Linked DNA regions of Mus musculus: regions 1 and 2 are each linked to region 3. A link is a contact called in public Hi-C and HiChIP or PLAC-seq data. All regions are on one chromosome and are shown on one strand. Each heading gives the region's core, a stretch centred on a gene start, on an enhancer-like site or on the middle of the called end of the contact. The rest is flanking DNA. Distances are from core to core; before and after follow the strand shown. Region 1 overlaps 5930403N24Rik (RIKEN cDNA 5930403N24 gene). Region 2 has its middle 88 kb from the start of Gm26535. Region 3 has its middle 34 kb from the start of Gm31202.

Region 1 (4,408 bases), core at 1,763-4,262, 250 kb after region 3:
GCCAAGATTACATAAACAGGCTGTTTCAAAAACCAAAACAAAACAAAACCACAGTTTTAATGGGAAGTCAGGCATGGTTGTACATGCCTGAATTCTCAGATACAGGGGACAGAGGCAAGAACTGCCTGAGGCCAGCTTGAGACTCTGACTCAAGGCATAAAAAGAATAAATAAGAATTTTCCAAGTATAATATTATAGTGTGCTATCCTGTAATGTAGAAACCTAGAAGACTTATTTTTCTTTTTATCCACACTCTTCTTAGTTTTCAGTGTTTATATAAAAGCTATAGGTTTTATAAAGGCTCATCTGAAACAGAATTTATGGGTGTTGTTATGAGGCCTGTTTCCACACATGCAACTTTTAAGTCTGTTTTTCAATTTATATTGATGATCTAAAAGTTGTTAACTTTCTCCCAGGAAAACAATGGCTACAAAGAACCTAGCACTGTCACCTGGTGTGGTAAGGCAGTTGTCTGGGCTGGTCATCATTTGTTGACCTGGATGGTAGAAGAGAAGTCTATATGGGAGAATAAGATTTGCTCTCTGTGTCTGATTTTCTTTAAATTCTAAGTTTCTTGAGCCTGACAGGCAAAGCTGGCGTATTAGTCAGGCTTGTCTAGAGTCACAGAACTTATGGAATGTCTCTATATATTAAGGGTAATTATTGGAATGACTTACAGTCTGCAATCCAACTAACCTAACATTGGCCAGCTGTTAATAGGAAGTCCAAGAATTTAGTAGTTGCTCAGACCCATGTGGTTAGATGTTTTCATTGGCTTTCTGTATAAATTAGAATCCTGAAGAAGTAGGCTCCAACAGATGTGCTTGTAAGTAAGTGCAAACAAGCAAAGGAGAGATAGCTTTCCTCCTTCCATTATCCTTATGTAGGCCTCCAACAGAAGGTATGGCCCATTTTAAAGGTGTGTACCACCATGCTTGGATTTGGACCTTGCTCTGTTCCAGACTGGCCTTGAAATCAGAGATCAGTTTGCCTTGTCTCCTGAGATCAAAGACATGTTCTACCTTGCCTGGACCTAAGCTTTTCATGCTCACTATGCCTCAAGATCTGGATCAAAAGTTTGTATCGTCCCATGTCAAGATCCGGGTCAGAAGCCTGTGACTTCTGACAAGAATCTGGGTCACAAGTGTGCCCTCCATCTGGATTGTAGTTCATTCCAGATGTAGTCAAGTGGACAACCAGGAGTAATCATCACAGCTGGCATGATGGACACCAGGATCAGCCATCACAGCTGGCATGATGATTAATCTTAGTTGTCAATTTGGCTGGAGTAGAAATCACTTCTAGCATTTCTGTGTGTTTCCAGAGAGGTTTAACTGTGTGATGTGGTTGTAAATATTATTCTGGGAGTTATTATTTTACCCCACATCGATCATATAGTTCCCAAATAAAAGACAGAAAACTTTTAGATTAATAATAAGCCTAAAAGCATAGAGTCAGGTGGTTATCAACCCTTTATGCTATTTTGTCTATTTTCCTATATATAACTCCAAGATATCACTTGGTGTGTTCCTATTGGGCCTCTTCTATTCTAACAGCCTGTCCCTCATGGCCATGTGATCATGATCCACCTACACCATGGCGTCTTCTTCCTTTTCCTTCTCCTCTTTGTGTCTCTGCCCAAGACCCCCAAGCTGCAGAGTCCCAAGCCCTGCCTACTTCTCTTCTGCCCAGCTATAGGCTGTAGACATCTTTACTAACTAATCAGGGACAAATTGAGAGGCAAGGTTTGCATAATCAAAGATGGTTTACATGAGGATCTGCTTGTCTTAGAGCACCCAGGTCTTGGGATACAGTATTTAGCAGCACCAGACCAACCCATTATAGAGTGGTGAAGACCCACCCTGTCTTAGTTTCAATTGCTGTGATGAATACCATGACCAAAAAAAAAAAAAAAAAAAAAAAAAAAAAAAAACAACTTTGGGATGAAAAGGTTTATTTCACTTCTCAACTTAGAGTCCATCATGAAAGAGGTCAGGGCAGGAGCTAAGTACAGGAACCTGGAAGCAGGAATGAAACAGAAGCCATGGAGGAGTCCTGCTGACAGGCATACTCCCCAAGGCTTGCTCAACCTGCTTTCTTATACAACCTAGGACCACCTGTCCAGGGGCAGTACCATTCACAATAGACTGGGCTGTCGATATCAATCACTCTACTAGCTGGTTTTGTTTCAACTTGATGCAAGCTAGAGTCATTAGAGAGTAGCCTCAGTTGAGGGACTGCCTCCATGAGATTCAACTGTAAAGCATTTTCTCAACCACAGAATGATGGGGGAGGGCCCAGCTGACTTCCATAAGAAAGCATGCTGAGCAAAAAAGGGAAAGCAAGCCAGGAGGAACCCCTCCAAGGCTTCAGCATCAGCTCCTGCCTTCAAGATCCTGTCCTGCTTGACTTCCTTTTCCAAATTCCTTCAATAATGAATAGCAATATGGAAGTGTAAGCCAAACAAGCCCCTTTCTCTCCTACTTGCTTTTTGGTCATAATGTTCTGTCACAGCTATAGAAAGCCTAAGATGACCCCTAATTAATAAAGTGCACCACAGGCATGTTCATGGGTCAATCTGGCTGGGAAATGTTCTCAACTGAGGCTCCCTCTTCCCAAACTTGACTCTAGTTTGTGTCAAGATGAGACAAAACTAGCTAGTATATGAGCTGTATATGTGACACCATACAGTGGTCTAGTATGTCCAAACTGAATAAAAATGGAAAGAGAAAAAGCCAGGTGAGCAGAGAGTTTTATTTGTTGGTCCACTAAGGAGTTTCATCATGAACTCCACCATGTGTTCCATCATTTCAAGATTACATTGTAAGATGCTATACTTACAAACCCATGAGCAAAACAAACACTTCCTTCATAAAATTGCATTTAGTCAGGTTTTTGGTCAGAGCAATGAAGAAGAGCCATCTAGAGAAAGTGACTTTCTTGGTGAAGCTTCAGAATGTATCTTGTAAAATGACTTTTAAATTGTTTTAGAGGCTGTGAAATTACTGGAAGATAGCTTTTTGCCACACTAGTCTTCCAGTTCTGGTGGGACTTGGTATTCCTATGCTAACTCTTCCAACCTTGCAGCTGGAGTCTGATTTGCAGCCCTTTAATGATGTAAACTTCATAGAGGAGAATTTCCCATATACAGATCCTTAAAATCAATCTCTCGAAGCTCTGAGAGAGAATACCGCTCCCATCTGCATGTAGGGAAGATGTCACCTAGCCTCATATTATAAGTAAGAAAATCACAAATCTTGGACTCTAAGCATAGTTTATTTGATTCCAAAACTGTTATTTCATCCATAGCTCTGCTCCCTGCTACATTCATGGGTTTCAAAGACTTTGATGATGAGAATAATAACAACTCTGAGGATTGTAATTATTATAAATTATCTTTTCAACAATTTTATTCGAAATTGGAGGAAAAGCAAACGTGCAAAAATAAAATTTGCATATACATAGCAAACCACTGCCCAAAGAAATTCAGCGGTAAACACATTATTCACACATTGTTGTTAACAAGATTTTTAATTAACACTCAGGAAAAAAAAAAAACCCGAGGGGGGAGGGGTCTGAAGAGAACACATCATCCCATCTGGATTTTCTGTGAGAAGGATGGGACTTTCAAAAATGCAAATTTCTCTAACTGTTGTTTACAATTAATACCACACTGCTGACTCCCCTGACTAAGACCCTGATGAGGTGTTCAAGGAAGAACGCCTTTCTCATGAGAACAGTAGACTTGCTGGATGAAAAAGATAACACTCCATGAATTCATCAGGTTCTCCTACAACTGTGCTCTCAAGAGCAGCCCATAAGCTGCATGGCTTCATCCCAGAAAGCTAGCTGGGGCAATATGAGATATCATAAGAAAATGTCACGAGAAATGACAGAGTCTCATAGAGAAAAGCTGGAATCACCTGGGGTGTGCTCACTTTGATGGAAGCCACTTACTATACAACCCCCAAACAACAAGTGTTTATTTTATATAGCACAAGAAAAAGAGTGTCTTAGTTACTGCTCTATTGCTGTGAGGAGACACCATGACCAAGGCAACTTATAGAAGAAGGTATTTTATTGAGAATTTGCTTACAGTTTCAGAGGGTGAGTCCATGACTATCAGGGCAGGAAACATGAAAACAGGCAGGTAGGCACTGTAGAAGCAGTTGAGAGTTTATATCTGATTCACAAGCACTAGGCAGAGAGAGATTCTACTTGGAAATGGTGGGGGCTTCTTAAACCTCAAAGACCACCTCCAGTAACACACCTCCTCCAAGTCTACACCTCCTAATCCTTCCCAAACAGATTCGCCAACTGGGTGGGGGGGGGGGGCATTCAACTGTATGATTGTACAGGGGTCATTCTCATTCAAACCACCACTGAGGGGTTAGCTTGTCTGAGTGGG
Region 2 (4,221 bases), core at 110-2,609, 170 kb after region 3:
GCTATGAAACCTGAGGCTCTATTTTTGGCTTTATGTATTTTTTTTTTTTGTGGGAAAAACTACCCCTTAAAACTTTTCATGATGATGTGTGTATGTGTGTGAGTATGTGTGTGTGTGTGTATGAGAGAGATAGAGAATGTGTATGTGTAAGTGTGTGCACATGTATAGACTAATAGAACAATTTTCAGGAATTAATTCTCTCCTTTCATGTGGCTCCTGGGCCTTGAGTTTACATCATCAGGTTTGGCAGGAAGAACCTTTACCCAGTGAGCTATCACAAAGGCATCTTAGCCATTTTAAAATTAGTTTTAATTGGAAAATACGCACAACACAAAATTTGGTGTGAACTATTCCATTGCTATTCTTCCATCCTTAAATTCCATTTCAACTATTTTCATCTTCTCTACTTAAACAACTGTGTCTTGAGACAGTCTCCCTATTTAGCCAGGTTGGTCTCAAGCTCAAGATGCCCAGCCCTAGGCCTTTTATGTGAGGATCCGGATCCATTGAACAACTCCTCCAGCCCCTAGCAAGCACCACTCCACTCTGCCTTCATGCATTTGACTGCTTTAGGATCCACATGTAAGGAGATCTTTCTCTGACCAGCTGATCTCATTTAGTATCATGACTATAACTTTCCATCACCATCCCAGCAGATATCAGGACTCCCTGCATTAAGACTACTATCTCTTTGGAAGTGTGAATCACAGACTTTAAAGGCATGATCTCTAAAGCCTTTAATTCCAGAACATTCCCATGTTGAGCCTGAGAAGAAGTCTGCTGTGAGTTCAAGGATGGCATAGTTTTAATTTCCATTTTCCAGTTCATTGGGAGCATGTACTCAAGTCAGAGGTGGGACTGGTAATCACTCTGCCTCTGCCTTTCCAGGGCTAGAATTAAAGGCACGTCTCACCGTGCCCTACCATGTCCACCTCCTTTTTAGCCTTTGAAGAACCACCACACCACTGTTGATAGGCAATCCCTTGACAGTGAACAAAATCTTGCTTTTTCCACATCCTCTCCAACACTTGGAATCTTCTGGCTCTGTTTATGGTTTTGATAGTAGCCATCTTAATGTGCTGTAATTCCATTTTGACTGACGTGCAGGGAATGTGAGATAAGATTTAAACAATGTAGCCGACTTTCTTGTACTTTTGTGAGACTTTTCATGAACAAGTTGTTAAACATTTAAACAAAATAACTAAAAGACATCGTAAAGAATTGGATTTTTTTTTAGTTACCCTTGCTCTGCTGTCTGGAGAGGAAGTTTAAAAAAACAAAAGGACTTGCAAAGGACGGTAGGGGTTTTCCCTGTTGGTTCCAAGTCAGCAGAATAAAATGAGCCCAAGAGGCTGTAATGTGTTGCGCTGTATTCTCCTGCGTGTGTTTAGTGCAAATGTTCTAGATGTCTCTAAGGTGCTTTTGTGTGTTTCACAGTTTGCATATCTTCACTACGCAACTGCCTGGCCAGAGCAGATAAGCCCCAGAAGGAAGAGTGGAAGGGGTGGTGGTGGGATGGGGGCAGGGTGTCTTCCCAGGAACTGGGTAACAGAATAGGGAATCGAAGCGCTGCTAACCCTGGACAAAGGCAGAAAGAACAAGAATGAAGAGGAAGTCAGGCTGCGCTCCCCCCTCCCCTCCTCCCCCTCGCCCCTCCCCCGCCCAGGCCCGCCACCAGCTGATTTCAGCGTCAGCTGTTTGGTTTGAAGCCTACTTCCCCTTCTAAACTGCTGATGCCCTTGCTCTACAGCAGGGAAGAGCCAACCCTGCCATGCTAATCTCTGACTGCCCACAACCCCCCTCCTCAGTTCTCCCTCCCCCATCCTCCCCCAGTCATACCTAGGCATTTAAAAACTACAGATTACTGAATATGTACTAATTATGAATGTCAAACAAGATGAAATAACTTCAGTCTTAAATACATTTTTATTACGAAAGTGTATTCAGAGCAAAGTTGCTCTCTTCCACATGCTGTAACAGGGATTCAGCAATTTAAAACTGTTTGCTTAGCACAGGGCCTTCATTGACTGTAGAAAATTCTTAAAATTTTAAATAATTTTGAAACTATAATAAACTAATATGTACAATAAGCTCAAAGTCACTCCATTTTTTTTAATTATTTTTATTTTTGACATGCTCTGACAGGTCTAAACTATGCCATCCAAGCTAGGTATGCTGGTCCATACTTGTAACCACAGTGCTTGGGGTGTAAACAAAGTGAGTTTCTGTCTCAAATACGCAAACAAACAAAAACAGCAAAACAAAGAAAATCATCTTTGGTGTGTGGTCGCCCTTATTAGTTTCCTTCTAAGTTGTGAAGACTTTGATAGCTGCCAAGCCTTCACTTTGCCCCAGGCGTGGAGCACTCTGTAGAGCTGAGCGGGAGCCTGGGTTGGGTCAGACTGGTTCGATCTGGGTACATGGGGGAAATGACTGGCTAGAATGCGGCCTAGACTAACTCACTGCAGAACAAAGTCTAGACCACCCAAGACACACTGACCTCTTCTGTCACCCATTCTTCTTCAGCAAGTGGTCCTCAGAAGGAACCCCCAAAGGGAGGGAGCCTGGTATTTTTTATAACTACTTAGAAAGATATTTAGGAAACTTTGCTAATCTAGTTTTGTGACTAAGTCTAAGAAATGTCCACAATCTGGTAAGAAGGGCTGGTACGATGATGATTCAGTGGTAAAGATAAAGGGGCTTGTTTTGCAAGGCTGACTACCTTGGGTTCAATCCCGTGTAAAGATGAATGGGGAAAAAAAAAAAAAAAAAAAAACTCCACAAAGCTGTAGTCTGACACACACACACACACACACACACTAAATAAATAAACAATTTAATTTTAAAAAATTAAAAAGACATGTCCACAATCATAGTGTGTCTTTTTGCCACTTCCACAAACATGCAATTAATAAAATAATGTATGCCTACCAAGTGCAGATGGAGCCAGCTTCTCCAATTGTTTTTGAGAATTGTGCCAAGTGGTCTCTTCTGATTCTTGTCTATACACAATCCAGACCAGACGTGAATTCTCAGTCTTACTGCTCAGCATCCTGAGGGCCAGGATTTTAGGTGAGTGAAATCACTATCTGGCTTTAGTAGCCTTTGAGCTGTTTTAGACAGTTACCTTGTGCTTCCTAACAGGAAAAGGTGGGAGAGGTAATAAGCCTAAGGCTAAAGAGTAAGTAGGACCAGAAGGTTACAGAGTACAGGAAGTCTTCACACACACTCACACATATGACACACACAGCTCTATACCCAGAGTAAAGCCACTTGTTTTCTGAGCTAATCTCAGGGGGGTGGTAATAAAGAGAGTATTTTGTAAAGGAGATTGCCTGTCTTAAGAAAGGAGGGAGAAAGATGAGCAAATGAAAATTTTCCATTTGTAATTTTATTATTTTACTTTGAATGGCCTCTTCACGTATATCTGACAATTTACTAAGCCTAATGGCACATATTATCAATCCTAATATTTGAATATTTGAAGGTCTCTAGAGGCAAAGCAGCAAAGCAGGCTACCCTCTGTGAGTTCAAGGCCAGCCTGAGCTATATGTTGAGGCCCTATGTCAAATTTATGTATGTGTGTGTGTGTGTGTGTGTGTGTGTGTGTGTGTGTGTATGTGTGTGTATGTGTGTGTATGGCTCTGTATGTGTGTTTATGGCTATGTGTGTGTATGTTTGTATGTGTGTATGTATGTATATATATGGCTTTGTGTGTGTGTGTCTGTGTGTGTGTGTGTGTGTGTTTATGGCTATGTATGTGTGTATGAGTATGTCTGCATTGAACACTGGCATATGTGTGTCCAAAGTACACATGTGGAGATTAGAGAACAATTTTGAGGGTTTATTCTCTCCTTCCATCCTGGATTCCAGTGACAAACTTAGTTCCTCTGACAAGTGCATTGTCTAGCCAGCACTTGTACACACTGAGCCACATTTGTGGCCTCATTTCTTAATTGTTTTTGTTGTTTGATTGTTTGTTTGTTTGTTTGTTTGTTTTTGAGACAGGGTCTCACTAAATTTCCCAGGTAGCTCCTTGAACTCATCTTGTAATACAAGTTATCCTCAAACTTTCCATCCTCCTGCTTTAGACTCCCAAACTGCTGGGATTACAGGCCTACATCACCATGCCAGGTGAAGGAAATATTCCTTAAGGTAAATCAGACATGAATTCATGATAAGTAAGTCCCACTTTTGTATGACTATTTGATATTTATTCAG
Region 3 (4,319 bases), core at 1,448-3,947:
CTTAAAAGTGACTAACAGCATCTTATCCTTGATTTCTGTATTTATTACCTGTGTATGAGAACATGGGATATGTAATCATTATAATATTAGGTTCATTTTTTCCCCTACTGAATGTAAAAATGTTCAATCATGAAACTGGAAAGGGTTGGGAGTGATAGGAGAAAGATCTGTGCTTCTTTGAGGAATTCAAATACTGGAAGAAGAAACCTGAAAAGTTATTTTAAAAATTTATGAAACTATACAGAACAAACTAATAATTTTTAAGAACAGTGAGTCAATATATTTCCTAGAGGAAGAAATATATTCAAACACTATTTTATCCCATGGATTAACTGTTGCCAGGACTGAGACATTACCTTTTCTTTCTTTTCTGGAAAGAAATGGGTGCCCCTTTTTGCCACATAAGATCTTTGCAGAGTGAAGGCTCATAACATACTTAGCTAACTAGCACCCTAATTCTGTGTGTACATTTGGGAAGCAATATGGTGTGAAAATGATCCCCATGGTAACCATTCAACTAATAAATTTAGGTTCAGAACGTAATTAGATTTTTAAGCCTTTGGTTGGCCTTCTGTAGAACATCTAATTCAAGGGGTTCGAGGAAAGTTACAGTTTGATTCATTCTTGTACCAGATTGAGTCTTAAATGTCACACCCTAGGTGCCTCTGTCTGTCTGTTCATTCTCATAAACTTGAATGGTTCATGAAATACTATGATAGAATGGTGTTCATAGTTATTTTATAAGCCCCATCAATACCAAATTAAGTCATTAACTCTACCTAAAAATGTAGGCCAATTGCATTTAAAAGATTTGTTTGTTTGTTTGTTTGAGACAAGTCTCTCTATGTAACCCTAACTTGCTTATAGCTCACTATGTGAATCAGGCTGGCCTTAAACTCAAAACTCACAGAGATCTGCCTGCCTCCAAAATACTAGGATTTGAAGATGTGCCACTAAGTCTGGCCCAGCTCAAAAGTATCAATTTGTGGGCTATGGTGGCATATTCCTTTAATCTTCGCTTTCTAGACTCCAAGACAGGCAGATCTCTATGAGTCTGAGGTCAGCCTGGTTAACATACAAGTTCCAGGATAGCTAAGACTTCATAGACCCCCCCAAAAAAAAGTTTTTAAAGAAGTATAAATTTCAAACTTGAGCCACCACAGAGCAAAGAGTTCACATTCTCTGAAATAATGCAGTGTACCTATAAACACGTGTGCCTTAGCATTTGCACACTGTGTAGACATAGCTTTCAGCGAGTTAGAAAGCTGCCTTGATTGAATACTTAAAAATTCTGGACTCATGTCTGCCATCTTTATGGGACCCAAAAGCTCACCTGTTAGTATCCTAAACTCAGAGAATTTATTGTTTCAGAGATTGGGGCACACATACATTCAGGTTAGCTGGATGAGGACCAGAAGTGGCAGCTACTGAGAACTTGCTGGTCTCACCATGATGGTTTACCTCTTAGATTCCAGATGCCACTTGCAAGTACTTCTGTGGGCTTAGTGTTAGGTTTGTCAGTATTAACCTGTGTTCATTGTCACTACTCAGGCTGAAAAACAGGCTCCTCCTTCGTAGTGGAATTGGGTTAGCCGCTGGGGTAATAAAAGAAATATTATGGTTTCCACCCTGAAAATCCCAGCACAGAAAACAGAGATTTACTCTCATTTATTTCATTAGCCCATAATTAACACATATCCGATCATGTCTTTTTATTCTCCCATGTGGAACTTTATTGTATTTTGCTTGCTTGTTTGTTTTGTTGTTATTTTGGTTTTTGTATTTTTTTTTTTATTTGTTTTTGGTGCTGGAGATTCTGGAAGATTCGAGAGCTTATAAAGCTTTGGGATTATCTATTAACTACAACCCATGGGCTGATAATATTAATTCTTTTTTATGTTAATTCTTTTTAGCTATAGAATACATTCCCCAACACAATAATATTTTGTTAAAGCTGCCTTTTTTATCCCAGTAAATCTTAAATATCCACTGAACATATTTTGGAGAAATTTTTATTTTTTTAGTAAAAAGGAGACCACATGGTTTCAATTGGTATTTCGAATAAAAAAACTTATTTTTTAAAATGCACTGAAAATACATTTTGCTTTTTAAACGCACAAACATCTCAGCAGCTGTTATGTGTTTAATTAAATGAGTTGCACATGTGTTTATAATGCACAGCACTGTGGTCTGAGAAAAGCGTCCCTGGGGTGTATGGTCAGCCTTTTGCCTCACTGAACTTTCCTCCGGAGGTCATGGGAAAGGGGTACAGGTTTGGGTTTCCTCTTTTCCAGTCCACATGTCCCCCACCAACTACTGGTGGGTAAACAAACCCATGTTCCAAAGGCGACACCGTGGCTGACCTGAATCATTCTGAAGTGCCAGACCTGTGGGCATAACCTCCGCCCAGCCAGCCCAGCGTGCAGGTCCAGTCTCTCTTCCCCAGAGCAGCAGAAGCCTCACTGGGGATTTGCTTCTTGCTCTCTGCTTTCCCCGGGAGTCCAGATCCCAGATCCCAACACCCACTAGGGCGCATACAGGCGGAGACACCGGTTCTTCCTCAGTGAGCTGAAGTTCTCCAGATGGCAGCAAGCGCCCCGCCCCCACCCCCATGCAAATTCCTGGCAGCAAGAAGCTGTCAAGTGGCTACTGCTGCTTATTGTTATGACCACTCCCCACCCCCTTCACACACACAGGCAGAAGAAAGACCATCTGTCGCCATGGGGCAGAGAGGGACTTTGCAAGTGGCACTCTGTGCAGTTTAGCAGACCCGCGACAGCCTTGGGCTCAGCCATGTCCTTCCTAAGCCATGTCTAACCCGCCCCGCCCTGGCTGGATCCCCAACCCAGCTCCACGAAAGGAGGTGCAGTTTGCTAGATTTCTTTTATGATATTTATTCCACACAGATAGAAAAGCCGGTTGTCTTCCTGTTTTAGTTCTGGGAAAGGAACTGACTTAACACAACATCTCATAATCACTAGTGAGAAATGGGAGCGGAGAGCTAGATAAAAAGTGGACCTGGAAGAGAAAAGTATAACCCGAAGTTCAAAGGACACCGAGGTTATAAGTGTGATTTCCATTCGCTTCTCCAGCTCGACCAAAAGCTACGCGTTAAACTTTGATTTTTATAAAGAGAGAACGAACCATGTCAAAAGATTCTAGGCATTAGAAAGTCCCCAAATATCTTGTCCATATTGGAAATTTGACCCTATTGTTGCGGTCTTTTTTCTTGTTGTCTGATGTTTCTGGTCATATATATTAAAGCACTGCTGTGCTGTAGTTTCTACATTCTTGGTGTTTTCTTAGTAAGGAAAGGAGTTGTCCACTGACATCACTTCAAATCACCCTGTTTCCCTTTATCTGCGTAAGTCTCTTTTATTTAAACAAATAAATAAAACTACGTCTCCATAGACACAACTAAGCTTACAATGCATGTAATTTCTTTCTTTCAAACCTACCACCTATGAATTCTCTTAAGTGTATATCTTTTTTAAAAAATTCCTAGTATTCAATTGTGCTCTGTGTGTAGCTTTTGATTTGCATGTGATAGTAAACTATAAATTGTATTCTCTCATTTTTTTCACTAACATGACACTTTGATCTCACACCAGATACTACCTTCCTCTGAAGAGCCTTTTTTCCTCTGTGTCTTTCATTATGGTTCTAAGAGAGTGTATGACTTCTTGATAAGCACACTCTGCTCTGTCCCTTCTCAGGGGCCCTGACTGTGACAGTACACCCACTACCCCCTGCTCAGGTATGAAATCCACCAGGATACTGGGCACAGCATTGATGTGCTGCCTTCTATTTTCCAGTTTAACCCTTTTCCTCTCTAAAACACCTGCAGAGTGCTGCCATCAGTAACGAAGGTAACATTTAGACAGTCCATTGTTTTGGAGATTTGGATTGGTTGTTTGGTTGGTGGTGGTGGTCGCAGGTTTTTGTTTGTTTGTTTGTTTTGTTTTGTTTTTGACATAGGGTTTCTCTGTGCAACAGTCCTGGCTATTCTGGAACTTGAGTTGTAGTCCAGGCTGGCCTTGAACTCACAAAGATCCACCTGTCTTTGCCTCTCAGAGTGCTGAGATTAAAGGTGTGGTCTACCAATGCCTAGCAACTTTCTTTTTCTCATTCCTCAATTCAGAATCCAAGCATGGTAGAAGATATATTTGATTTTTATTGAGGGCCTCCTGGAAGACTATGGCTTGAATGAACCTAGGTCTCATGGTTTACATCCCTCTATTGATGAACACATATTGTTCTCTCTAATCCTGGCATAAAAAGCAGAACTGCAGTATAAACTGTAATTGGTCTTTACTACT

The links. A called contact is a pair of places that touch in the nucleus more often than the background predicts. HiChIP or PLAC-seq counts read pairs in DNA pulled down with a chosen protein or histone mark.
Region 1: an H3K4me3 HiChIP or PLAC-seq map of embryonic basal ganglia shows a contact between it and region 3, with 2.8 times the contacts expected there. The contact joins two enhancer-like sites. A contact is called at or near these places in 7 of 39 promoter capture datasets (the C10 cell line, cranial neural crest, liver and 4 more), 1 of 15 datasets of contacts at CTCF or cohesin (CD8 T cells), 10 of 484 Hi-C or Micro-C datasets (B cells, cerebral cortex, cortical neurons and 6 more), 8 of 115 datasets of contacts at active chromatin or transcription factors (bone marrow-derived macrophages, embryonic basal ganglia, embryonic forebrain and 5 more) and 2 of 9 other capture datasets (adipose tissue and embryonic stem cells).
Region 2: a contact with region 3 is called in a Hi-C map of liver, with 2.9 times the contacts expected there. The contact joins two enhancer-like sites. A contact is called at or near these places in 1 of 39 promoter capture datasets (the 3T3-L1 cell line), 8 of 484 Hi-C or Micro-C datasets (cranial neural crest, lens fibers, liver and 2 more) and 1 of 115 datasets of contacts at active chromatin or transcription factors (CD8 T cells).

The regions. Positions count from the first base shown.
Region 1 is chr10:37,150,970-37,155,377 of GRCm38.p6, reverse strand. It overlaps 5930403N24Rik (RIKEN cDNA 5930403N24 gene), which reads right to left. Exons shown (of 3, transcript NR_166104.1): 3 at 3,393-4,408. Among named protein-coding and RNA genes, the nearest start is that of 5930403N24Rik, 14 kb to the right of the region's middle. Within about 2 kb of position 3,012, at least 4 of the 459 cell types and tissues checked have an H3K27ac peak or open chromatin away from gene starts, as enhancers often do. A contact at or near this core is called in embryonic basal ganglia, where this site is marked.
Region 2 is chr10:37,229,534-37,233,754 of GRCm38.p6, reverse strand. No RefSeq gene overlaps it. Among named protein-coding and RNA genes, the nearest start is that of Gm26535, 88 kb to the left of the region's middle. Within about 2 kb of position 1,359, at least 167 of the 459 cell types and tissues checked have an H3K27ac peak or open chromatin away from gene starts, as enhancers often do. A contact at or near this core is called in liver and uterus, where this site is marked.
Region 3 is chr10:37,395,814-37,400,132 of GRCm38.p6, reverse strand. No RefSeq gene overlaps it. Among named protein-coding and RNA genes, the nearest start is that of Gm31202, 34 kb to the right of the region's middle. Within about 2 kb of position 2,697, at least 136 of the 459 cell types and tissues checked have an H3K27ac peak or open chromatin away from gene starts, as enhancers often do. A contact at or near this core is called in embryonic basal ganglia, liver and uterus, where this site is marked.